Regions from separate parts of the Sus scrofa genome. Here region 1 is linked to region 2. Evidence: chromatin contacts called from public promoter capture Hi-C data. All regions are on one chromosome and are shown on one strand. Each heading gives the region's core, a stretch centred on a gene start, on an enhancer-like site or on the middle of the called end of the contact. The rest is flanking DNA. Distances are from core to core; before and after follow the strand shown. Region 1 holds the start of FCMR (fas apoptotic inhibitory molecule 3). Region 2 holds the start of IL20 (interleukin-20).

Region 1 (5,358 bases), core at 1,260-3,759, 48 kb before region 2:
GCCTCATCTGCCCGCACAGAATCTCATGAGAAGTGCATTTCTCACTGCAATTGCAACAGAGGGAGACTAATGAGACCTCAGTTGTTACAGAGAATAAATGAATTGACCTAAAGGACTTAGCGCACTTCCCAGTCTCTCTGGCATTGGTTATTCCCTCCACCTTCCTGTCATCGGGCTCTGAATTCTGTCCATTGAGTTCATTCCCTCTGGCCAAGCCTTGGCCCCAGAGGACATGAGGCTGAGGGTTCCTGCCTGTTAGTGCACTGCAGCTCCTCGGGGGGGTCTCCCCCAGAGTGGGAGCGCCAGGGTCGCCAGGGGCCCCGTCGGTCAGAAAGGAGAAATACAACGTGGATGGGCAAGGACGGAGAGAGGAGAGGGAGGACTGCACACTTTTCCCACCAAGCGATTTGACCGGGGGGTCAGTCTTCCCTTGGGGCCCAACTCTCAAGCCCCAAGGGTGACACCTGGAGGTACAGACGGGACAGGCCCAGATCTGCAGGCTTTGATCCCTCGGGCGCCAGACATTCACCCACCTGACCGTCCTCAAGTCCCTGTTTCTTGCTCTTAACAACCCAGTGTGACGTTGCTACAGGTTTCTTTGGGCCACACATGATGCGAAAATCTCTCCTACACACTCTCATCTCACACACCCCTGCACTGCCTGCAGACCCAGCCACAGCGCAGGTGACACGCATCTTCATCGCCACGTTCACATGCACGGCAGTGCACACTCACACACCACACACTCACAACCACACCCAACACACTCAACGACACACCACACAATTATACACTCACGTCCACACGCCACATACCACACACTCAACTACACACCACACACAACCACACACTCACAGCCACACACAACACATGTTCAACCCCACATTCACAGCCACACAACGCACACACACACGTACGACTACACACTCACTAACAGCATATACACAACCAGGAATCCACGCATCACACACCATCACACATAACACATCTCCACACCACTCCTTACACTGTCACATGTGACACATGCTTCACACACTGACACACACGGTCATATGCCACTCATCACTCACACATCCCTTACCTCTCACTCTTACACCCACACTCACCCACACACATTACATTCATTCATTTATTCGCTCTCTCTCCAAGGCATGCCAGGCCTTGAGTCCAGCAAATCCCAGAGCCCAGCTGTGGAGCAGCTGTAAGGAAAGGTGGAGGCTGATGGGACTCCTCCTCCACCACAGTCCCCCACTCTAACAGGGGCCCTGAGGCTGCCCCCCAACACCTCGGCTGATGGTGGTTGGAGGAAATTACAACTGCAGCTGCCGGCTGGTGGGGACCCAGAAAGGCGTGGGGGCAGGCTGCCCGCTGCCACCCGCGCTTCCTCTACACCTGTTCTGAGCCTCATACTCCGCTTCCACTGCGGATGTTGTCGCTTGTGTTTTGGTGAGCACATGACCAATGTGGGGAGTGGGGGGCGTGGGGGCTTGGAGGAGCCTCCTGGAAAGGCGTGGGAACAGCCTGAGTCTCCTGGGGACACAGGATTTGGGGTGGGGGGCTGGGAACTGACCTGTGGACAACCTCCAGGCATGAGGACCAGGGAGTCCTTTCACCAGGAAGAGCCTCCGTGTGAGGGGTTCAGAACAGCCTCCGTGTAAGGGGCCCCTGCAGGACCATGGCTTCAGCTGGGCCCCGGGGGCACCACGGGAGGGAGGCGGGGTGGGCATCACCCCCACTGCATCCAGAAGAGAACTGAGGCCCATGCTAGAAAGTGCCAAGCCAGGACCAGAACTGGAATTGTGCACAGGGGCCCAGAGCTCCTTCCAGGAGGGCTCGTGGCTACTTCCCTCAATGTCTCAGCCCCAAGGGATGGCTGAACCAGGCTGCTGTGACTTTTGGCAGAGTTGCTGAGTGACCCATCACTCCCTCTGCTGGCATGGCCCCTGTGGTCTCCGGACCGGGCCCGGATCCCTGCCAGAGGGCAACACCTGAGGGAGACAGTTGGGGGAGATGAGCGGTGGCTGATCTGAGGTGGCACGAGCTGCGTTAGGACCCCGGCCACGATGTCTGCAGAAGCGATGTCGGGGATCTAGGGCCACCTTCATTTTCCACATAAAGGAATCTGGGCTCAGAGAAAGGGAGTGGAATGGCTCAAAATGCATAGTATTTCTACCCACTAGAGGCTCAAAAGCATTTGTCAAACCAGCACTTCTGGACCTCAGGCCCCAGTGTCTGTCCCAACAGCCTTGCTCAGATGGAGGAAATTGACAAGGAAGCTCTTGTACCCTGCAGACAGGCACAAAGCTCCAGCCCATGTAAAGCATGGGAGGACCCTCCATGGCAAAGAACTCACAGGCCTGGCAGTTTCTAAGAGTCTCTAGAAGCAGCCCTGGGGTCCCCTGGACCTGGTGACCCCTGCTCGCTCAACACAACATGTTTTCTCAGTTCCTGACTTCCGCTGTGGTTTGCTCATGTCTTCTTTTTTTTTTTTTTTTTTCTTTTTAAAGTCTGACTCGTAAGCAAACAAGGTGGGTTGTCGCTTCCTCATTTTCAAGTCCTGCTCCTCATGGGAGCCAGAAATCTCTTTCAAGCTTCACATCACAAAGGGCTCCCCAGTGAGCAGTGGGTCTCCGTCCCCCTCTCCAGGGGCCCTTGGATGGGACCTTGTTCTGGAAAGGAGCCATGGACCTCTGGCTTTGGTCACTGTACTTCCTGCCAGGTGAGTGCTATGGGGACCCTCCTCAGACGTTGTCTGAGGGTTGACTTGGCCACAGGGAGGGGAGCAGGCAGGTATTCCCAGCTCTGATGTTTCTGGAGGGATCTGTGTGAGCCAGTGCCTAGGACAGGACAAGGTGGAGGCCTTCCACCTGCAGCAGGTTCCTCTCTCTCCACGCCACTCAGATTCCTCCTTGCCTCAGGCATTGACTCCTACAGGCAGAAGGTATCACCTCTCTCAGACGTTATGAGCCGATTAAGATGAGATCGCAAAGCAAATGCCTCCAAAGTGCTTGCCTCTACCATGTCTTTCTTTGGATCTCTTTCACTCCTGAATTTTCAAAGTTCAATCCAAATGAAGACTCCCCACCCCGTTTGGTGGCCCTAACCCATTTCCTGAGCTCCGTGTCTCCGTTTACCACTGTGCCCTGGGCACTGGCCCTTCCATGTCCCATTGAGATCAGATGTGCAACAGGCCTAACACCTAACCCCAGATTCCTCACTGGTCACCACCCAAAGCAGCAGCTCCCTCTGTCTTAACTACCTCTGACATTAGCCGCAAAACACCAGAATAGCTTTTTAAGACCTCTTCCTATTTATCCCCCACCAGACTTGGACCCAATCAATGGCCAGCACACAGAGTTTAGAAACTTCTTATCCTGGTAAGCTTCACATTTACCAGACAAGGAGCAATGGTAGCTCCTACTAGAGCTGTAACAGAAGGGATAGAAAGGAAAAGAACACTGGATCACCTCTTAACTGTCTCACCCACTTCATCCAACTTGATCCACCTGGAGCTCCAGATCAACCTTTTTCATCTTGACTCTGATCATAGGGTCACCCTCTCAACAACCTTCAACGGCTCCCACTGCCTACTGGATCGACTCCCATAAACAAACCCCTCCCTGAGCCTCCCCTTTTACAAGGGAGCTTACCACACTCCCCTGTATTCCCCTAACCTCTAGCCAACCAGGCTTGTCCTTGAACACACGCTGGACTTTCCTGTCATCAGGCCCTTGCCCATGCCATCCCTTCTCCCAGGAATATCCTTCCTCCGTCTCTACCATTTAGGGGGCTTTCAAAGTCCATCTCAACCTCCCCCTCCTTGTATATGTTCCAGAGCCCCTTCTTCTGAACCCTGGCAGCCAATCTCTCTCCTCTCTGCCTTGTTTTGTGGTTCAGGGTGTGTTGACTTTATTTTATTGATTCATTGGTCAGCTTCTTGAGGGTTGAGCAGTGTTTTGGTTTAGTTTTTTGTTTTCATCTTGTGTTTATTGGCCACACCCAAGGCATGCAGAAGTTTCTAGGCCAGGGATCGAACGTATGCCACAGGGGTGACCAGAACCACAGCAATGACAATGCTGGATCCTGAACTGCTAGGCCACAAGAGAAATCCCCAAAGTGGTTTTTTATTCATACTTGCTTTCTTTGGAAGAGAGTCAAATGTTTGAGTCAAAGATTGGAAAGCCCTAAAAGCCCAAGGGAGTGAAGTTTCAAAGAAACAGACTGAGAGGGAGTAGGACATGAGTGAGCCCTGTGGATGGTTAGCTAAACATAAGCCTGAGAGAGAAGAGGGATCGGGTGGACATGGACGATCTCCAGGAGGGAAGGGTACCTAAGCTGTACCACCACAGTCTGTCCTGAGCAATAGGGCCATTCTAGCCAAGCCAGACAGGTCCTTGCTCAGGGCCTGGGCCTTCTCCATTGGTGCCCATCCACAGGGGAGGAGTTCAAGGCCCAAAAGGATGTGCCCACCCTAAGCCTCCACCCACAACCCCTCTTCTAGACCCCAATTCCCTCTCCAAAAGACTCTGGACCCACTTTCAATGACTGTGTGAGACTCTATCCTGAGTCTTCTATCCTGGGTGATGCTTGGACTCTAAAAGGGTAGATACAAGTGGTTGTTTGGGAGGGAGGTGGATGGAGCTTGTACAAGCAAGCTGGGTCATCACCATGTATATACCAGGATGCTCTATGGTGCAGGGAGGAGCCAGGGATGAGAACAGAAGGGAGATAGACCAAAGGCTGGAGCCAGGAAACCGGGGGCCATTTTCTCCCTACATAGCCATGTTCCAGAGTGGACATCCACTTGGGACCACAGCTCAGGGTTCCAAACATATATTTATAGCCAATTATATATTGAGAGTGACTTTTTAAGCCACATGCATCCCTGTCCCCTACCATCACCACTGAAAATCAAGTCACCAACTTGAAGAGTAACAGTACTTGGAGGCCCCTCTACAATATGATATTAAATAGGTTGGTTCCTCCTTCCACTCCTTCCTTTCCTGGAATCATTTGGAAATGTAGTTATAGAGCCAAGAAATGCAAAAAATTCAAGGGCACCTGGCATGCTTAATGAAGAATGCTAGAGTTCCCATTGTAGCTCAACATAGTGTCCATGAGGATGCAGGTTTGATCCCTGGCCTCGCTCGGTAGGTTAAGGATCTGGTGCTGCCACAAGCTTCAGCATAGGTCACAGATATGGCTCGGATCTAGTATTGCTGTGGCTGTGATGCAGGCCTCAGCTGCAGCTCTGATTCGACCCCTAGCCCAGGAACTTCCATATGCCACAGATGCAGCCTTAAAAAACAGAAAAAAGAGATGCAGATTCATAGGCCCCCTCCTAGACAGATATAATCA
Region 2 (5,654 bases), core at 1,508-4,007:
ATTGCAGGAGAATGTCTAGTTCCCCCAGAGCCTTCACCACTGCTGCCTGAGGCTGAAGCTGGAAGACACAAAGTGAAGTGATGAGCAGCTCATGAAGAGACAACATGGGCTCCAAGTTAATCCTCTCCTTTCACTGGTAGATCTGTTGGGGCTTGTCAGCAGAGCATTTTTTTTTTTCCAAAATGAAAAGCTTCCAGGACATAATGGAACCTCAAGATCTCACAAGAGGAAGGAAAATCATTGAGTCCATCACCCCAGTTTTACACCAGGAAACTGAGACCCCAGGGTGGGTACCAAAATTGGGACCACAATCCAAGCCTATTGAATCACGTGGGCTGTTTTTGAAAGCAAGATGTGTGTTTCTGTGTGTGTGTGCGTGCACGTGCATGTGTGTGTGTGTGCCTACTGTGCATCCTTCAGTTGAATAAATACGTATTGTGCTAGACATTTGGCTGGCTAGGGATTCAGAGATGAATAGCACCGCCATTGGCCACAGGGCATGTATAATCAATTGAGGGGGAAAAATAAAAGTGGGGAATTAAAATGTAGTGTGGTGAATAGATGAGAGAATCGCTACAGGATGGCAAGGAGGCACCTGACTCCAAGGGAGGCAGACAGTACCCTTCCTGGAGGTGATGCCTAGGCTGAGTGTTAAAGGATGCGTAGGAATTAGTGAGTGAAGAAAGGACTCTGGCCTTCCTGGCAGATGTGCAAAGGCATTGAGGTGAGAAACATCATGGTGTGGGCCTGTGTGAAATTGTGAACCACTGTTTTGAGGGTATGGATAAGTGTGCGAATGTCGGAACACAATTGCCTCTTGTTTGTATAGCTGGAAGGTCCAGATGTGTCTGAAGTGACTTGATGGAATCATGGCTATTCCTTCTTGATTCCCAGAGGATCTTTCAGAGGTAATACTCTTCTAGAGCCTGAATGAGTATTCCTTGAGTAAAACCAGAGGGATGGGCCATGTGAGCTCAGAGAGCGATTAACCTGGGGGCTGTAGGATTTCTTTGAGTATGAGTGCCCATCCCACCCCTCTATGATCTCAGTTCTAAAAACATCCTCATCCCAATCAAGGCCAAAACTGCACATACCTCTTCGAAGTGACTCATTATCTGGCCATATTTCTCCATTGCTTCCTCCCCACAAGAGCAAGTCATACGGGCATGCTGAAAAGAATACCAAAGAATGATAGATTATATTAAAGATGCTGATTTTCTGCCCTTGCCATAGGTAGGCATTCTATTCTTTCACCTACAAAAGTCCTTTCAGACCTTATTATTTGGGACTGTTGAACTAGTCATCAGCTGGAAGAGGAAGCCAGCTTTTTTGGTTCAAATATGGAGCTCATTTCTTCTTTCTAGAAACAGGCAGCACTGGAAGATATTTCTGATTACTGTATCCCACCTGTTCTGCACCTCCGCCCAATTCTAGTCTAATTCCCTCCAGAAAGCCCCTGGAAGAGAGAACTGGATCCCTGGGTCCTATCTTGATATTCAGTCCTGTGGTCTGCTGATGAGTTGCCTGGACATAGGATGCACTAGTACACCATAGGATAGCTTGCCTACAGAAGAAGCATAATTTCATGGATACCAGGTAATCATCAGTGACATAAAATAGCTCTTGAGACATTTTTCATGGAGCATTTATCCAAAAGTGAACATGGGAACTCTATCCAGTCTCTTGAGATAGACCACGATGAAAGATAATATAAGAAAGGCAATGTATGTGTACATATATGTATGACCGGGTCACTTTGCTGTACAGAAATTGGCACACACTGTGAATCAACAATATTTTAATAAAAAAATAAAATAAAATGTTGCCACCAAAGTGAATATAACTGAGTTCTTATAGCCTAGTCACATGGCTCAACACAGATTCTTAGAATTCTTGGACTCAGTTTTCTATCCACTACGTGGAGCTAAGAATGCGCCTAATTGCTAAGTCCTTGAAGCTATGTGCTGAGATGGGTCATTTTACCCATGACCCTTACTCACACAGAGCCGGAGGTCCTTCTTGATGGTAAGAAAAGAGTTGGCGAGTCTGCTGATCTTCCGGAGGACATGGTGGTCAGGGGTCTGATAGTTTTTGAATACCCTATCCAGGTAGAGCCTCAGTATATGGCGAAGGAGGCAGCACTGATCTGCAGGCTACAAAGAAGACCAGATGTTGTGGGGGAGGATGGGGCCAGGGACAGGGGTGATTGAGATGCCCCCCTCCCAGACTCATATTTCCTCCCAGAACTCACATGGACCAAGCACTTACCTTTGTGTCTTGCAAAGACTGAGTCTTCTTCAAGATTCTGATGTCAATGATTTCATCTCTGGCTTGCTAAACAGAAGGCAAGACAAGAAATTACAGGTCAGTGACGGCTGCCAGAATCTTAGACGTCAAGGCTTTCCATCCCCTTCTGCCACAACCCAGTGGGCAGAGTCCATCTCCAAAACCCTTTTAAATTAGGAACTACAGTTGTTTCCTGGGAACGCATTCCCCGCCTGCCTCCTATGTAATCACACTGCTGGGTGACAGAGAAAAACATGTAGAGAAAGGGAGAGTGCCTCCCACACCTACCACACTGTCCCGTATCTCTGAAAATCCATTTCGAATTCCCTGCAGGTTTGCGGTGATTACACAGCTTCCCAAATGAGTGTCTTCAGCCCGGCAGAAGGTGTCCAAAAGAGATAAAACACAGCAGAGAGAAGGCAGAGGGGAAGACCAGAGCGGTTCATCTTGTGCCAAAATCTGGAGACCACAAGAGCTAGGAATTCAAAGGAAAGAGCATGACTTAATGATTTCCCATTTTCAGGCCTTAAGAAACCAATCCAGTCACCAAGGAGTGCCTCCCCCCACAACCCCCTCATCCCCAGTGTCTCCTGGTGAAACCTAATAGCTTTATCTGGCTTCAGACTGTCTGGCCCATTCATCTAACTTACTATGAAATGCTGCTGAGCCTTCTGGAAGAGAAGCCTTCAAATGCTTGTTCAGGGACCAAGTATGAGCTGGTGCTATAGCCCCTGGCTCCTTTATTCTGTCCCCATCCCAACCTCATTGTCATTGCCCAGCACGTAAAACCTGAAGCAGCAGGCACTTGCAGTGAGTAGATAGAGGATGACATTTCGGGGAAAATGTCAAAACTTGTTTTGGGGAATTGACGTATACAGTCTTCCCTTCCAGAATGCCAATGCAGCTCCCGCTTCTGGTCCCCCTGGACTCTCAGGGGACTGGGGGAAAACACAACCTCATAGAAACTGTGGCTGAGCCATTTAGGGCAAATGTCTGGATTATCTGGCCATCCCCAGAGCAGAGGAGCTTAGCTATATTTGGCATTTGTCTAAGATCAGATTGGTTATTTGGGGATTACAAATTTATTTCAGCCCCAAAGGCAAATAGAAAGTCACTGGTTTCATAACAATCCATCTGCCAGGGAAAGGCAAGTTCTCATGGGCAATCAGCCTGATTCCACCCAACTCTTCCCCACCCTCTTGAGGTGTCTGGACTCCACAGTGCCCTCTGCAGGAAGACTGTAGTCAAGCACACATAGGACTAATCCAAGAGTATGCACTTTCCTAGCCTAATTCAGATGAAAGATCACTTAAGTGATCCCGAAAGGAGGCGAAGAAAGGTAGAAGAGAACTCATTTCTTCTTGGGGAGAGGCTTGCTCTGTAAAAGGTCACTTTATAGTATCTGCTGGGTTTTAAGATCAAATGATAATGAGCTGAGAGTAGGAAGAAGAGAGTGAAGTACTCAGGTACAAAATTTAAGGGGACAAAAATCAAGATAAATAATAATTCAATGTGGTGTCAAAATTAACGAAAATATTAGTGATGAGTTTTCTTCCCTTATAACCCAGAAAGTAAAATTATAATCAGTTCTGTTTGAGACATAAATAACATATTTAAAATTAACAATAATATGAGTTGCAATACAGATGCTTTTCCTTTTTTTAATGATTTTCAACTACTTTAAAGTCCTGGAAAAAGTAACATACATAAAATAATAAAAACATATATAGTAACATACATAAAATAATAAAAACACATAACATATAGAAAATAATAAAAACGTGTATTATTTTATTATACAAAATAATAAAAACATATTGTTTTATTATATAAAATAATAGAACATACTATTTTATTAAATAAAATAATAAAAACATATAACATACATAAAATAATAAAAACAATATATAAATAGATAGATAGATAGGTAGATCGATCGATCAATCGATCGATACGTGGATCTTTCCCCTTTGTCTTAAGCTTCAGTATGGATTGGCACAGCATACATTAATAATCGTTACCGCTTACTGTTTTTTTTCCTACATGCCAGGTAATAGGCTAGGTATACTTTACATTGGTGTCGACCTGGAATGCTGCACATGTAGAAAGCCAAGCCCAAGAGTATCAGACCTCTGGGTTTGAGAATTAAGTCCAAACGCCTGCTCTACAAGTCCCCATCGATGTAGGTTATCCCAGTTTTCCCAGGACTTGGGGTGGGGGGTGCAATCCAAGATGTAGGACTTTCACTTTTTAAACTAGAAAAGTCACGGGTAAATCTGCCTGAATTAGTCACTCTCCATCTATGTGATCTTGGACAAGCCTGCTCACCTCTCGGAGTTTTGTTTTCTTAGCCCCCAGATGGTGAGACTTAAACTTACCCCAGAAATTTGTTTTGACATGTAAATAAAATGATGAATGATTTATACACCAAGCACCCAGTAGAGTGATCGATTCATTTGAAATAGAGAATGATGTGAGTTGCCTTGAACATAGTGGGTGTATGGTAAATATATCTCATATTCAACAATTTATCATTTATTGAGTACCCCCCGTCTTGAATATCATGCTAGGTACTGGAGTACAAAAATAAACATGATAATTCCCCATCCTCCAGAATATCTTGTCCTAATGGAAAGGGATCCTTTAGACATGACCCTGAACACCCCTGAGTAAACGACTGGGAGAACTGGGCTGATCCCCAGAAGTGTGTGAACGGTGTAGCAGGTAGGGAGTTCTCTTACCTGAGTTCAGGAAGCACTGCTGCTTCTGGTCTTCTAGGAGTATCTCAAACGAGCAGGCTTCCCACTGTGTGTATATATATGTCCCATGAAAGAAGGAAGTCAGCTTCCACAGGTGAGGCTGAAACTCCCTTGGAATTTCTCTGGTGGCATTGCACTTCCTCTTAGCCTAAGGCAGTTTAATCGCAGGCTGGATTACCTCAACACCTTCCTCCTCTAAGAAGCATGTCTCTGGAGATTGCTGGTTATGGTTATTGGTTAAAGGATGCCTCCTTCTGGCTCTCTTCCAGAAGGAAGGGAAAAAAGGTCATGGGGACAGAAAAAAAATCACAGAATTACAAAACCAGAAGAGAATTCCAGGAGGTGATTTTGCCCCCTCCTCTAAATCCAGTTCACCTAAAACCAGCTTTCTCCCCAGCCCCAGACACCGTGGGCTCACCCCTGCTGTTTCTCCATTGCCTCTGCTATTCTCACCATTCCTTTCCAACAAGGGCTTCTCTACTTTCCCTCCATTTACCATTAAGAGTGCACCCCAATTCATTATTCCTGACCTACTCTGGTCCAAAGCCATCCCTCCCTTCTCTGACTTCCAGTAGCAGCTTTTTCTTTGACACACAAGGGAATCTAATG

What was found. Promoter capture Hi-C pulls out the DNA fragments that hold promoters and counts their contacts.
Region 1: a contact with region 2 is called in a promoter capture Hi-C map of liver, with 2.3 times the contacts expected there. The contact joins the promoter of FCMR here to the promoter of IL20 in region 2. A contact is called at or near these places in 1 of 5 promoter capture datasets (liver) and 3 of 47 Hi-C or Micro-C datasets (alveolar macrophages, blood and embryonic fibroblasts).

The regions. Positions count from the first base shown.
Region 1 is chr9:67,543,592-67,548,949 of Sscrofa11.1, reverse strand. It overlaps FCMR (fas apoptotic inhibitory molecule 3), which reads left to right and starts at 2,509. Exons shown (of 8, transcript XM_003130453.5): 1 at 2,509-2,719. The coding sequence starts at 2,683.
Region 2 is chr9:67,495,891-67,501,544 of Sscrofa11.1, reverse strand. IL20 (interleukin-20) reads right to left here and starts at 2,757. Exons shown (of 6, transcript XM_021102700.1): 1 at 2,651-2,757; 2 at 2,575-2,648; 3 at 2,269-2,334; 4 at 2,001-2,153; 5 at 1,095-1,169; 6 at 1-58. The coding sequence starts at 2,732.